Regions from separate parts of the Capra hircus genome. Here region 2 is linked to region 1. The links are chromatin contacts, called in public Hi-C maps. All regions are on one chromosome and are shown on one strand. Each heading gives the region's core, a stretch centred on a gene start, on an enhancer-like site or on the middle of the called end of the contact. The rest is flanking DNA. Distances are from core to core; before and after follow the strand shown.

Region 1 (6,118 bases), core at 1,655-4,154:
CCTGTGTCAGGAGTCCTAACAAAGCTTCAGCACTGTGTGGGCTTGGGGGTCATTTTAGACAGTGAAATCACCAACAGAAAGCACAAAAAGTATCAAAAATGTGGCACTAAAGATTGTCTCTGAAAGGATACCTGTGAAAGGACAATAGAAGAGCTGAAACTGGGGTTGTCACCTTGTTCAGCCTCTGCTGGAAGTGTGCATGTTGGTGACCCAGTTTTTTTTTTTTTTTCCCATTCTGTGAATGACTGCAGAAGTGCCTTGAATATCAATTGGGGGATTATACATAATTTCAGCAAGCAAGAGAATCTGTCAATATGCAATCTGTGAAGAATGAGGATCTACTGCATGTGCTGGGGGAAAGGAAAAGAGGAATTAAGGAAGAAGACAGACTGAAGTTGGATTATGAAGGCCAAGCATTATCCTGTGGGCTCTGAGGTGCCAGGAGGGCATGAAGCCAGGGGGCCACATGTGTGTGTCACTAGTGGGTTGAAGGATGGGTCAAAGCACCCCCAAAGAGGGATAGGGAGGGCCAGTCCACAGAATCTCCCACTTCTGAACAGCACATAGCCTTAAGGTACAGGCCAGGTAACCACCTGTTTGACACTTAATGAGTTCCTTCCGTGGGCCAGGCATTGTGCTCCGGGTCACCACCCACGGGCAGCTGGAGGAGGCAGAGTCATACAAGGCACTTATAATTCATAGGGAAAGTTGTTCAATGGAGGAAGCAGAAGGGATCAGGGCTGACTTGGAGAAGCACTGAGAGCTTCCTCAATGCTTTAAACAAATGAATACATCAGGGGAGGCTTGTCTTCAGTAGGGGATGTTTATGCTGAGCATGATGGGATTTGGCCGGTAAAGGAGGAGAGGGTGTTCCAGGCAGGGGGAACGGAATGTACAAAGGTCTCCCAGTGAGAGACACAGGAACCGTTTGGAAAGTGAAAGAAGTATCTGGCTGGGTCTGAAGTTGGGGAGGGAGTGGGGAGAGGTGGACAGAAGCCAGAGAGGAGCAGTTTGTGCAGGGCTCTGAGGTCCTGGTAAGGAGCAACAGGAAGCCATGGAAGGAATCTGAGGAGGGGAGTGCAGAGGCAAGATTTACATTTAGAGTGATCCCTCTGGAGGACAAAGGGGAGAGCCAAGGGACGGGAAAGCAGGGCACTCAGTTGTCCTGGTGAGAGATGATGGGAATGGATCCAAGTAGATCCAAAGAGCAGTTCTGCAGAAAGAGCCAAACACCTTGGTAATGGGTTAGAATGAGATTGGAAGAGAGGGGAGCAGCCAGGGTTCAGGTGCCTGGTTCTGCAGTCTGGGTGGCAGGTGATGCCATCTCCCATTTTGAAAAACAATTTTGCAGCGAGGAGCTGACAAGTGTGGTCCTGAGGAGGTGCTGAGTTTGAGAGGTCTGGGAGTGATGGACTAGCAGGCTTGGGGCTTGGAGGGGAGGCTGGGAAACACTGGGCTCCACGCTGAGGCTGTGTAAGGAGAGTGGGACACTGGGAGGGAGGCCCAGGAGGGAGTGCTGCGAACACGGAAAGAGGAGGAGAGGGAATGGAGGCTGAGAAGCAGGGGCCCGGAAGGCAGGAGGAGAACAGGTCAGGGTGGGAGTGGAGTGGGCACACAGAGATCCTGGGAACCAAGTAAGACTGTTTCAAGGAGGAGGAGGGGACCACTAGATGTAGACCAACTGAGGCGGGGGAGGGGGTGTCTAAGAAGATGATAGCAATGGCATTCTGAGAGACACATAGCGACATCAGCAGGAGAAAGAGAAGCCAGACTGGGGAGAGGAGGAGCTGAGGGGCTATGAGTGAGGGAGTTGATGACCAGAAGGCCCTTTCTAGATGCTTTATACCCTGTAAAAGTAGAGGGGAGCTACCAGAGAAGCAGGAGCTGGAGGTAGCTGTGGTGTTTGGGATGGTGGCAGTGCTCTGGGATGTGGCTGGTTGCTTATTGCTCATGGAAGAGATCCGAGTTAAAACCTTGATGGGAAAGAGACAGTTTGAGAGGAAGTTAATGGTGACTGAAGAAAGACAAGGCATTCCTGGAGGAGGTCCCTGAGAAGGGCTGGTGTTGGGAAGCACAGAAAATGCCCCGAAGTTGCTGGGGTTAAGTGTTTAGAGGTGGGAAGTGGAGGGAATTTCCATCTGTGGCAGTGGTATCTAATTTCCCCAGGAAGAGGGTGAAGTACCCTAGAGGGTGAGGACGGTGCAAGTCATGCAGCCCTTGGCTAATTCGCTTTTAAGAGGGTGGGCTTCCCAGGTGGTGCTAGTGGTAAAGAACCCTCCTGTCAATGTAGGAGACATAAGAGACTCCTGCATTGATCCCTGGGTCTGGGAAGATCCCCTGGAGGAGGACATGACAACCCACTCCAGTATTCTTGCGTGGAGAATCCCATGGACAGAGGAGCCTGGTGGGCTACAGTCCATGGGGTGACGAAGAGTTGGACACAACTGAAGCGACATAGCAGGCACCCACGGGAGGGTCTCCCATATGTAGAAAACATTATCATCAACCTAGAGACAGCGGAGGTTAAGGGCTGAGCGAGTGGCCCGAGATAACAGCGCATCAGGTCGCCCCAGGCGCTGGGACCGCGTGCATACAGAGCCCTCCGGGAACTAAACTTGGGACCCCCGCCCCCACTCCCTTACCCTGAAGAGCGCAGCGTCCTGCCGCACCTGGTAACCCTGCTTGGCTGCGTGCTTCCAGGGGATGCGGAAGAGGGTCTTGCCTGCGTCCTCCCAGCGCAGCCCCGCATAGCGCCCGCTCTCGATCTGCGCCACCAGCCATTCTCGGAGGCGCAGGGGACCCCCGGCCCCCGCCATGGGTCGCCTGCTGTCGGAGACCTTCCCTTCGTCCCTCCGCCAGGGGTCGCCGGCCATAGGGGAACGCAGTGCTCCGGGAACCAGGTCTGGGGCGCGCGGGTGACCGAACCCCAGGGCGACAGGGGATCGCGCTCCGGGGCCACCTGGACAGCGCGGAGGCGGCGAAAGCGAAAGTCTGGGTAGGAAGTTTCGCTTTCCTTTCTGCTCCCTGGAGGCCCTTTCGCCCCACCCTGTGTCGCCTGGCCTGAAGGGCATCAGTCCTCACACAGCGGGCAGCCTGAAGTACCCTGGGAGGCCAAGACCCACTGGAGGGTAAGGGCGGAGTAGCCCTGGGTTCTATCCGTCCCTAGAGCGGGACCGGGGGCCGGGGGTGGCGGGCACCCAGGGTGTCCCTTGCTCCATCCCTGCACCTGTTTTCCTTTCTTCCCAGCCTCCGGGAAACTTGGTCTCTTTCCAGGACCAGGACTGAAGAGGTGGGAAAAACAAAGAACCTACCAAACTAACTCCTGGCAGAACTGGGAGGCAGAGACTGGTTTAAAATGCACAGTTCCAGCCTCCAACCTAGACCTGCAGAATCAGATTTCCTGGGCAAGAAGTCAGGGAACGTGAATTTTAAACAAGTCCCCCGTGGGATTCTGATCCAGGTGATCCATGAGCCACCCTTGGAGAAATATTTCCTTAAATACTGGGAGTCCCCTTCTGACCACTCCCTGAGATGCTTGATCTGGCTTTCCTGCAGTGTCTAAATTGCTCACATCTCAACAGCATGTGAGGTGAGTAAAATTACTGACTTTGTCATTAGAAGACTGAGGTCACCCAGTTAGTGCCTGGGGGAGCCAGTATCTGAATCCGGGACTCTGCCCCCAGAGTCCAAGAGCCTAAACGGTGTCCCACACTGCCTCCCAACAGCTGCACCTAGAGTTTATAGATTCCTGGTGGGGTCTGTGATACCCCCCCGACCCCCCCACCAGAAGTATATGCAATTTTTTCATCTCTACGTATTTTTTCTGGGTGGCACTAGTGGTAAAGAATTCACCTGCCAATGCAGGAGTCGTAAGAGACAAGGGTTCAATCCCTGGGTCGGGAAGATCCCCTGGAGGAGGGCACAGCAACCCACTCCAGTATTCTTGCTTGTAAAATCCCATGGACAGAGCAGCTTGGCAGGCTACAAGCCCACAGGGTCGCAGAGTCAGACATGACTGAAGTGACTTAGCTCGCACGTATCTTTCATTAAACTGTCAAAGGGGGACTGTGATACGAAAAAGGTCAAGGAGCTCAGACTGCTCCACGCTGGCTGTGTACCTGGGTAAACTGAGGCTCTGAGAGGGAGAAACCAGCCCTCCCTGCAGCCAGCACTGAGCAAGATGGGGGCCAGCACTGACCAGAGGCTGGGCACTGTCCCTCGTGTGTACCTGCCAGGGAGCTTTCTTCATGCTCCCCACTCTCTCTCTTCATATGGCAGCTGCCACCCAGTTCTGACCCTTCTACAGTCACAGCCAGGATTCAAACTTGGAACTGCAGGGCTCCAAAGGGGCACAGAGAATTTCAGATGGTTAAATACAAGAGTAATACATGCATCTAAACAGGAGTCTTGATTGTATCAGGCAATCTCTTCGTTTTTTTCAGTGCAGGGGGCAGAGTCATAGTAACGAGGAGGATGGGGTCCACAGCCTGACTGCCTGGATTCCAATCCCAGCAATGCCCACCCCCCCCCCCGCCCAACTTGCTAGCTGACTATCTCTAGCACCAAGACAGTCAGTTTCTTCATCTATCAAATAGCAAAGCCTACTTCATAGGTCCACTTGGAGATTCCATGAGATGCAGGTCCAGTGTCCAGCACATTGCCTGACCCCCAGAGAGTGCTCAATAAATGAGTGATAATATTATTGCGGTTGCTGAGCCAGAGTGTGGTGAAGGTAATGAAGAGGGGGGTGGGGAGCATCATGAAGGACCTGGAATATCCTATCAAGGGGTTTTGTTGTCTCCTAGAGATGACAGAGATAATTGTGTGTGCTCAGTCGTTTCAGTCGTGTCCGACTCTTTGTGACCCCAAGGACTGCAGCCCACCAGGTTCTTCTTAGCAAGAATTTGCTAGCAAGAATATTGGAGTGGGTTGTCATGCTGTCCTTCAGGGGATGTTCCCAACCCAGATGTCCAACCTGTATCTCCACCTCTGAGCCACCAGGGAAGCCCAGAGGGTGATGGGGGCTTTTAAATAGGGAGCGACACCAACAGAAACGCAAAGATGTTTTAAACCCGGCGGGTGGTGGCACCACTAACCAGCCAGGAGGACCACAGGCTCCTGCACTCTGGTGAGTCCTACCACCCCGCTCTCCATACACCCTCCTAACTCAGACCTCTTCAGGTACTGTACCCTCTGCCTGAAATGCTTCCACCCACACAGCAAAGCAGCTCCCTCCCTCACTACCAAAAGTAGTTTTTCTTTGGTTTATCTGTTTATCCAGGGTCTTTCCCATCAGAATATCAGCAACATGAGTGCAGAAGCTTGCTCACTGCTGTGTCTTCAGTGCCCAGCTCATGGCCTGGCACACAGTAGGTACTCAATGAACTTTTGTTGCGTGAATGCCAAGGAGGTTGGGCAGCAAGTGAAGGTTATTTCATCCATCTCCCACCCCAAATCCTGGAATCTGGGCCTCCCCCATCACCCCCAGGTCTTGGTGCATCATAAGAACCCCGGTACAGGTGATTATTTGATTACAGAAATTTCAGATCCCTCTTAACTCTAAGTTAATTTTAGTTTAGGAAACATAAGCTCAGGTGACCATTGTTCATCCTCAGTCAGTCTGCTGCTTTCTTGGGCTGCCCTGAGGCCCTCCCTTCTCAGTGCTCCCCTGGCCTTTAAACTCTGTGGGAAGGGTCATTCCTACCAGCCGGGGGTGGGTCCTCCTGGCCAGTAATCTTCAAGACCAGAAGGAGCTGGACACAGACTGTCCAGAGTCACATCCAGCTTCCCCTACTCTGGCTGTGTGTCCTTGGACAAGCTGCCTGACTTCTCTGAACTTGTTTCCTCCCCGAGGATTAAGTGAGCTCATTCAAGTAAAAAATCTGGCATGAGGGAGGTAACTACTTCTATACCTTTACTAGCTAGGATTTGTGGATAGGGAAAGGAAGGGAGATGGGGAGGAAAAGGTGGGGTTCAGGGAGGGCAGGGGCTCAGCCAGGGGGCAGGGGGTTCAAAGAGAAAGAGGAATTGGGGGCCTTTTCTGGAGACCAGGGCTCCAGGGAGAGAGAGCTGTGAGGATAAACGAAGTGGAATTCAGCCCAGCACACTGCAGGGCTGG
Region 2 (6,118 bases), core at 2,441-4,940, 140 kb after region 1:
GGGATGAAGGGGGAGGGGTGTGAAGGATCTGGGGACAACGGGTTAGGGGGAAAGTTTCCCTCAACCCTCCTAGGGTCCCTGGCTGGGTCTGAAATTTAAACTGAACAAAGATTAACCGGAGAAAAGCACACACATTTTATTAAATTTTCACATGTACATGAGAACGTTCAGTGAGAGAATGGAAGACCCTCAGAAGTGACTAGAGCCGGAAACTTTTATACATTTTGGACAAAGAAACGATAAATCTGTGAAGAACTGACAAGGCAGAGGTGTTCGGAGTAGGGGTAGTACATGGAAAAGGAGGAACAAGGATTGTTTATACAGACTTCTCGGCCCTCAGTTCCCTGTCTCTGGTGATAAGGCGGTCTCCCTTCCTGCTGATACTCCGAAAAGAGGGTACCTTTCACCAAGGAGATTTATCTCCTGCTTTCAGGGAAGAAGGATGATGCAGGGGAATTCTGAATGACCTTCCTGCTGCTGTCGTTTCCTCTGACTCCTTCAGCTTAAAATAGTCGTGCTGAGGTGCCATATTTTAGGGTGGCGTGTTCTGGACCCCATCAGGAAAGACTTTACCTCTCCTGCACACCAACCTATGACCAGCCTTGTCTGACACAGGGGAGGCTCAGGGGAAAGAGGCCTGGAGTCAACCCAGCCTTGCACGTGCATTATGCTGGGAACCCTCAGCAAGTGACCTCCATCTGCTCAGCCTCAGTGTTCCCATCTCAACACGGGGCTCAAAGTCTACCCCAAGGGCAGAGCAGATGGGAAGGTGCCCTGTGCACTGAAAAGCCAGTCTCCATCTTGTGAGATTTTACTGCAGTGACATTACTGCTACTTGGATGGTGTCCAGATTAAAGGAAGCCAGTTCTGCAAGTCACAGGGACTTGGGCCAATTCAAGGGCTTTACTTCTATTTCATGCGCACCATGAAGGAGCAGTGGAGAATCCTCATTACCCAACAAAGACTGATATGGGGGTAGGAGTGTCAGATTTAGCAAAAACAGGAACCCACTTAAATTTAAATTTTGGTAGGGGGAGGGATAAATTAGGAGTTTGGGATTAACACACACTATTATATATAAAATAGATAAACAACAAGGACCTATTGTATAACACAGGGAAATATAGTTGATATTTTGTAATAATCTATGATGGAAAAGAATATGAAAAAGAATATATATATTATATATGTATACAGCTGAATCACTTGACTGTATACCTGAAGCATTGTAAATCAATTATACTTCAATAAAGTTTTTATTAAAAATTTGAATTTCAGGTAGGCAATGATATTTTTTAGTATTAATATATACCCAGTGTTACATGAAACTAAAATTACTTTAAAAACAAACTAAAAAATTAGTTGTTTACATGAAAACCAAATTTAATTGGCATCTTGTATTTTATCTGGCAACCCTATAAAGCAAAAAGCTAACAAATCCACTTAAAAAACTGGGGACTAAAACTTTATAGAGAATAAAAAGAAGAGAAATGGTATGATTGGTAGAATTCACCTGTAAGAATAAAAATAAAAAATAATGAAAAATGTTAATTCTTACACTTAATGACATTTAGCTATAAGTAACATTAAGCTATAAGTAAGAATGAATGATTTATTTACTTATTTTTCTGACAAAATTATATACTAACTTGATACAATATTCTTTCCTTCCCACTTAATTTCTGCAACAAGGTCATAAAGAAGGCCAGTGACCTGTTGACACGGGTGCTTGGGATGAACAGGAGCCACTCAGGCCAAGTGGGAAATTACAAGTGGCCCGTTCTTTCAAGCTATTACAGTGACCTTTGCTTCTGCCATAGTCAAAGAACTGTATGTTCATAAAGTAAGCTTATATTAGCAAAAATAAGCTAGCTGTGAGAGTGTGGGTTCTGGTGTGTGGAGTCCAGCTCCACCCTTTCTTTTATAGATAATACTGGGCAGGTTATTTATTTTGACTGTGCTTTAGTTTTCTCATCCTCAAAGTAAGGATGAATGAGTACATAAAACTCGCAGGACTATGGGTCCTAGGATTGCTTTAATAACAGTTATTACCAAGCCATTATTATTAATTCAGATATTTCTATCTCAGTCTACCCTTACGGTGTCAGTGAGGTCAGGGTCCTCCGCGGCTTCAAGGTAACCTCTCTGCCCTTCTCCCACCACCCCTACCCCCGTCCCATTTCTATACAGTTCCTGGGCCACCTCACCTGGGTCACCTCCTCACTGAACCCCTCCAGCCGGGACGAGCTCCTGCAGCTGCTGGACACGGCCAGGGTGAGGCGCCGGGAGAGGGGAGGACAGGGTCTGGTCCCCTACGTTTCCCACCCGTGGCCACTGGGACTCAGGAGATCCGACCCACCCCACAGCAGCTGAAGGAGCTGCCGCTGAAGACCACGGCGGAGCAAGACAGCATCCTGAGCCTGTCGGCCCGCTGCCTGCTGCTCACCTGGCGCGACAACGAGGAGCTTATCTTGCGTATACCCACGCACGAGATTGCCGCCGCCTCCTACCTGCAGGACGACGCTCTGCACCTGCTGGTGCTGAAGACCGGTACGGTGGGCGGGGAGGGGAAAGGGTAGAGAACGGCCCGACACCTAGAAACGGGCGCTGCCTGGGGCTGGGGCGGGGCCTGAGGCTGGAGGATGGGGTGATGGAAGGCCTGACCAAACTACCCCTAGACTAGGGATAGGGCATGGCTGTTTGCAAGAAGTGGGAGCCCAGTGTTGAGGGTTGAAGGAGGGCGGCCTGACCCACCATCTCGGAAATGATGGAGAAGCCAGAATCCTGAGGCCTGAACGCGTGATTCATGGGTAGCAAAGCTCTGAGGCTAGGAGGGTACCTGGGGCAAGAAGCGGCGTCTCACTTAGGGGCGGAGCCGTACACTGCGGGGCGGAGCTCGCGGCTGAGCTACCTGGTGGGAGGTGTGAGACCCTGCCAAGCTAGGGGCGGGGCCTGAGACCAGGGGCGGGGCTGAAGGGAAGCTTGGATCCAAGGAGAGGTTCCCGAAACCAAGAACAGAGTCAGAGTTAACAGTAAAGAGGGAGGCGATAGTCTGACCACTACTCAGATCAGACGGCAGGGTCCGAGGCAAGGGGCGTCTGGATGGGGTGGGATGGGTGGGAAAGGCCAGATCCAGGGGTGGAGCCTGAGGGTGGGGCGGGGTCGGGCCTCCTGACTTTGAAGCTAGGGGTGTGGCCTGAGCACAAGGGCCGGGGGACTCACTCCCAAACCCCCATCCCGCAGCGGCGGGTCAGGACCCCCAGCTGGCGTCGGGAGAGGGGGCGCTTAGCCTGGATCTCCTGCTCTGACGGCCACCCGACCTCTCCTAGGTCTGGGCGTGGACCCGGTGCCAGCCGGCGTAGACGCCAGCCCCGGCGGGGCGGGGCGCGACCCGGGCCCACCGGGCGTGGCGCCCGAAAAGCGGCGGGTGGGCACCACCGAGCGGCGCCACACCATCTGCAGCCTGGACTGGCGGATGGCGTGGGGCGGCGGCGCAGGCGCAGAGGCCCGGGCCGGGGGCGGCGGCGGCGGCAGCCTGGAGCGCCAGCGCGCCGGGGCGCGGGCGTCGGGCAGCTGGGAGCGGCGACAGACGTTCAGCGGCAGCTGGGAGCGGCGGCACGCCGGCGGCGGCGGCGGCGCGGGAAAGCCAGGCGGCAGCTGGGAGCGGAGGCAGGCGGGCGGCGGCGGTGGCAGCTGGGAGCGGCGCCACCCGGGCCCCAACCCGCTAGACCCGCAGGACCCCAGCCCCGACGCCTACTGCAACCTGGTCATTCTGGCTGTGGCCAACAGGGTGAGCCCGAGGGCACCCTGCGCCCCTGCACCCTGCCTCCAGGGCACGTCTTCACCCCCGCGCCCCCGCCCCCCATCCCTCTGCCCCTACCCCCGCAACCCTCCGCCCCCACTCCCGCGTCCCCCCGTCCCTTTTCATCTCCCTCCTTTGGCCCTACTCCCCAGGATTTCAGGCACTGTGCGCCCATAACGGCAAAAGGCTTCTACCCTCCAGCTCCCAGACACCTCCCCCTTACTTGTCCCGGAGGGATGAAAGTTCAAAATGGCCCAGACTTAGATCTAATCCCTCCTCCAGCCCTCCTCTTTCCCCAAAATCGTCAGTCTCCGCACTACCACAGTAAGAATCATGAGGACAGTGATCACCAGCACGAATTGAGTGCCCGACCTGTGCCAGACAGGAAACCAGCATTAATCATTTTGTTCTCAGGTTAACCCCTAGAGGCAAATATTACCATCATTCCTATTCTACAGAGAAGGAAACAGACAGAGGCTAAGCAACTTGTGCAAGGTCGCACAGGAAGCAGGCGGTGATTTCAACACTAGGACCCGAAAGTTCAGAGCCGGTACTCTTGGTAACAATGGTCATCACCCAAAGCATAAGATTTCCCACAGATCTTGCCCCACCCTCTATCCTCCACATTCACCCTTGCTTTTATTTATTTGACCATGTTTATTGAGTACCAGCTTCTGCTAGGCATTGGTCTAGGTGACATGGATACAGAAATGAACAAGACATAATTAGTGTCCTCCCTTAGGGAGCTCACTGTCTAGCAGACACCTTCAAACCCTGAGACTTGTAAGCTTTTTCTCTGACCCAGGGCCTTGAACTCCCCCTATATATAAATCCCATGTGGTGAACAAAATGGACATGGTGCCTCTTTAGAAAGAAAGGTGGATAGTAACCAGTAAACTCAGGCTATGGAGTGGGCTTGAAACACTTTCCCATTTATCCTTGGCACCTAGAAAAGTGCCTGGCATATGTGTGCGTTCATGCTAAGTCGCTTCAGTCATGTTCGACTCTTTGCAACCCCACGGACTGTAGCCCACCAGGCTCCTCTGTCCACAGGATTCTCCAGGCAAGAATACTGGAATGAGTTGCCATTTCCTAGCTGCTCAATAAATATATTGAGTAGATGGATTAGTTCGTAATATATTACAATATGTTGTGATGGGGACCAACAAAAAAACAGGCAACTTGAAATGATAAGGAGGAAGGAGATCCATTTTTCAGAGGGAAAGTGAGTTTGTGCCTTTTGAACTGAAATGTGGAAGAGAGAAGGAAGCAGCAGGGCAAAGAGCCAAGAAAGTCAATTCCAGACATAGGCACCAGTGTGCCCTGTTTATTCCACTAGGCTGGGAGGGCTTTAGGCCTTACCTAATTCACCTCTGAGACTCCAGAACCCAGCCCGGTGCCTGCCACACAGTGGAAATAAGTAATAATTTGTAGAATGAGTAAATAAATAAGGCTTTTTTTTCCGGGGAGTATCTGAGCCTCTGGCCTCCAATCTGAGGCATCGTGGTCTCAAGAAGGGTATAGGAGTTAGAGTCAAAAAACCTGGGTGCCAATATTAACCAAAGCCATGAGTCTGCTATATGAGTCACTTATCCACTCTCATAAAATAAGGATCCTCTCTTCTCTGTCCACTTGATAGGGTTATTATAAGGATCAATCCTGGTTTAATGATAATTTCACTCCCTCATCCCAAAATGCCTGTCCTGAGGTTACATTTTAACTTACACCCTGGGCTGACTTTTTGAGAAGCACAAAATAAGAAATGACTTCATGAAGATGGACTCTTCATTAGTTGTCTTTCTATATCTCTTACTCAAAAAGGTAAACCAAAGAGGCAAATTCCTCTTCAAATTTGCCATCTCAAAAAAGTCTTACCCAAGAACCTAAATGCCTTCCTTCTATCAGGGACTGAAGTTTATATATTCATCCTGCTTCCATTTTTGCCCTGGGTGCCAGGAAGCTCACATCTAAATATGGCACAATAACTATGATGAGCCTAACATTTTCATACATGTATTTCTTCCTCCTCTTACTAGGTATTAGGAGACTAGGGTTCTAGTCCTGGCTAATCGCTTTATGTCTCTGGGTTTCAGCTTCCTACATGTAAACTTAATTTAATTTAGCATAAGCTTCAGGAAGGCCCATAATTCTCCCATAAACTGGGGGTACATGTTTATACTTTTCAGAGCACAAGAGTTACAGTTGTCACAGGATTCTATAAAGACCAGTAAGTGGCTATTTCTATAAAAGCCACCCAGAACATGGCTATATAATTTTGATGGAAAATGACCTTAGAGTGGCTCTGAAGTCGCCCAC

What was found. Hi-C and Micro-C count contacts between places; a contact is called where the count stands out from the background.
Region 2: a contact with region 1 is called in a Hi-C map of blood, with 2.3 times the contacts expected there. The contact joins two enhancer-like sites. A contact is called at or near these places in 2 of 5 Hi-C or Micro-C datasets (both in blood).

Annotation. Positions count from the first base shown.
Region 1 is chr13:60,700,662-60,706,779 of ARS1.2, forward strand. DUSP15 (dual specificity protein phosphatase 15) reads right to left here. Exons shown (of 16, transcript XM_018056866.1): 8 at 3,321-3,331; 9 at 2,643-3,076. Among named protein-coding and RNA genes, the nearest start is that of FOXS1, 10 kb to the left of the region's middle. Within about 2 kb of position 2,905, at least 3 of the 5 cell types and tissues checked have an H3K27ac peak or open chromatin away from gene starts, as enhancers often do.
Region 2 is chr13:60,837,326-60,843,443 of ARS1.2, forward strand. CCM2L (cerebral cavernous malformations 2 protein-like) reads left to right here. Exons shown (of 10, transcript XM_018057689.1): 3 at 2,191-2,274; 4 at 2,370-2,550; 5 at 3,330-3,790. Among named protein-coding and RNA genes, the nearest start is that of CCM2L, 5.7 kb to the left of the region's middle. Within about 2 kb of position 3,691, at least 1 of the 5 cell types and tissues checked has an H3K27ac peak or open chromatin away from gene starts, as enhancers often do.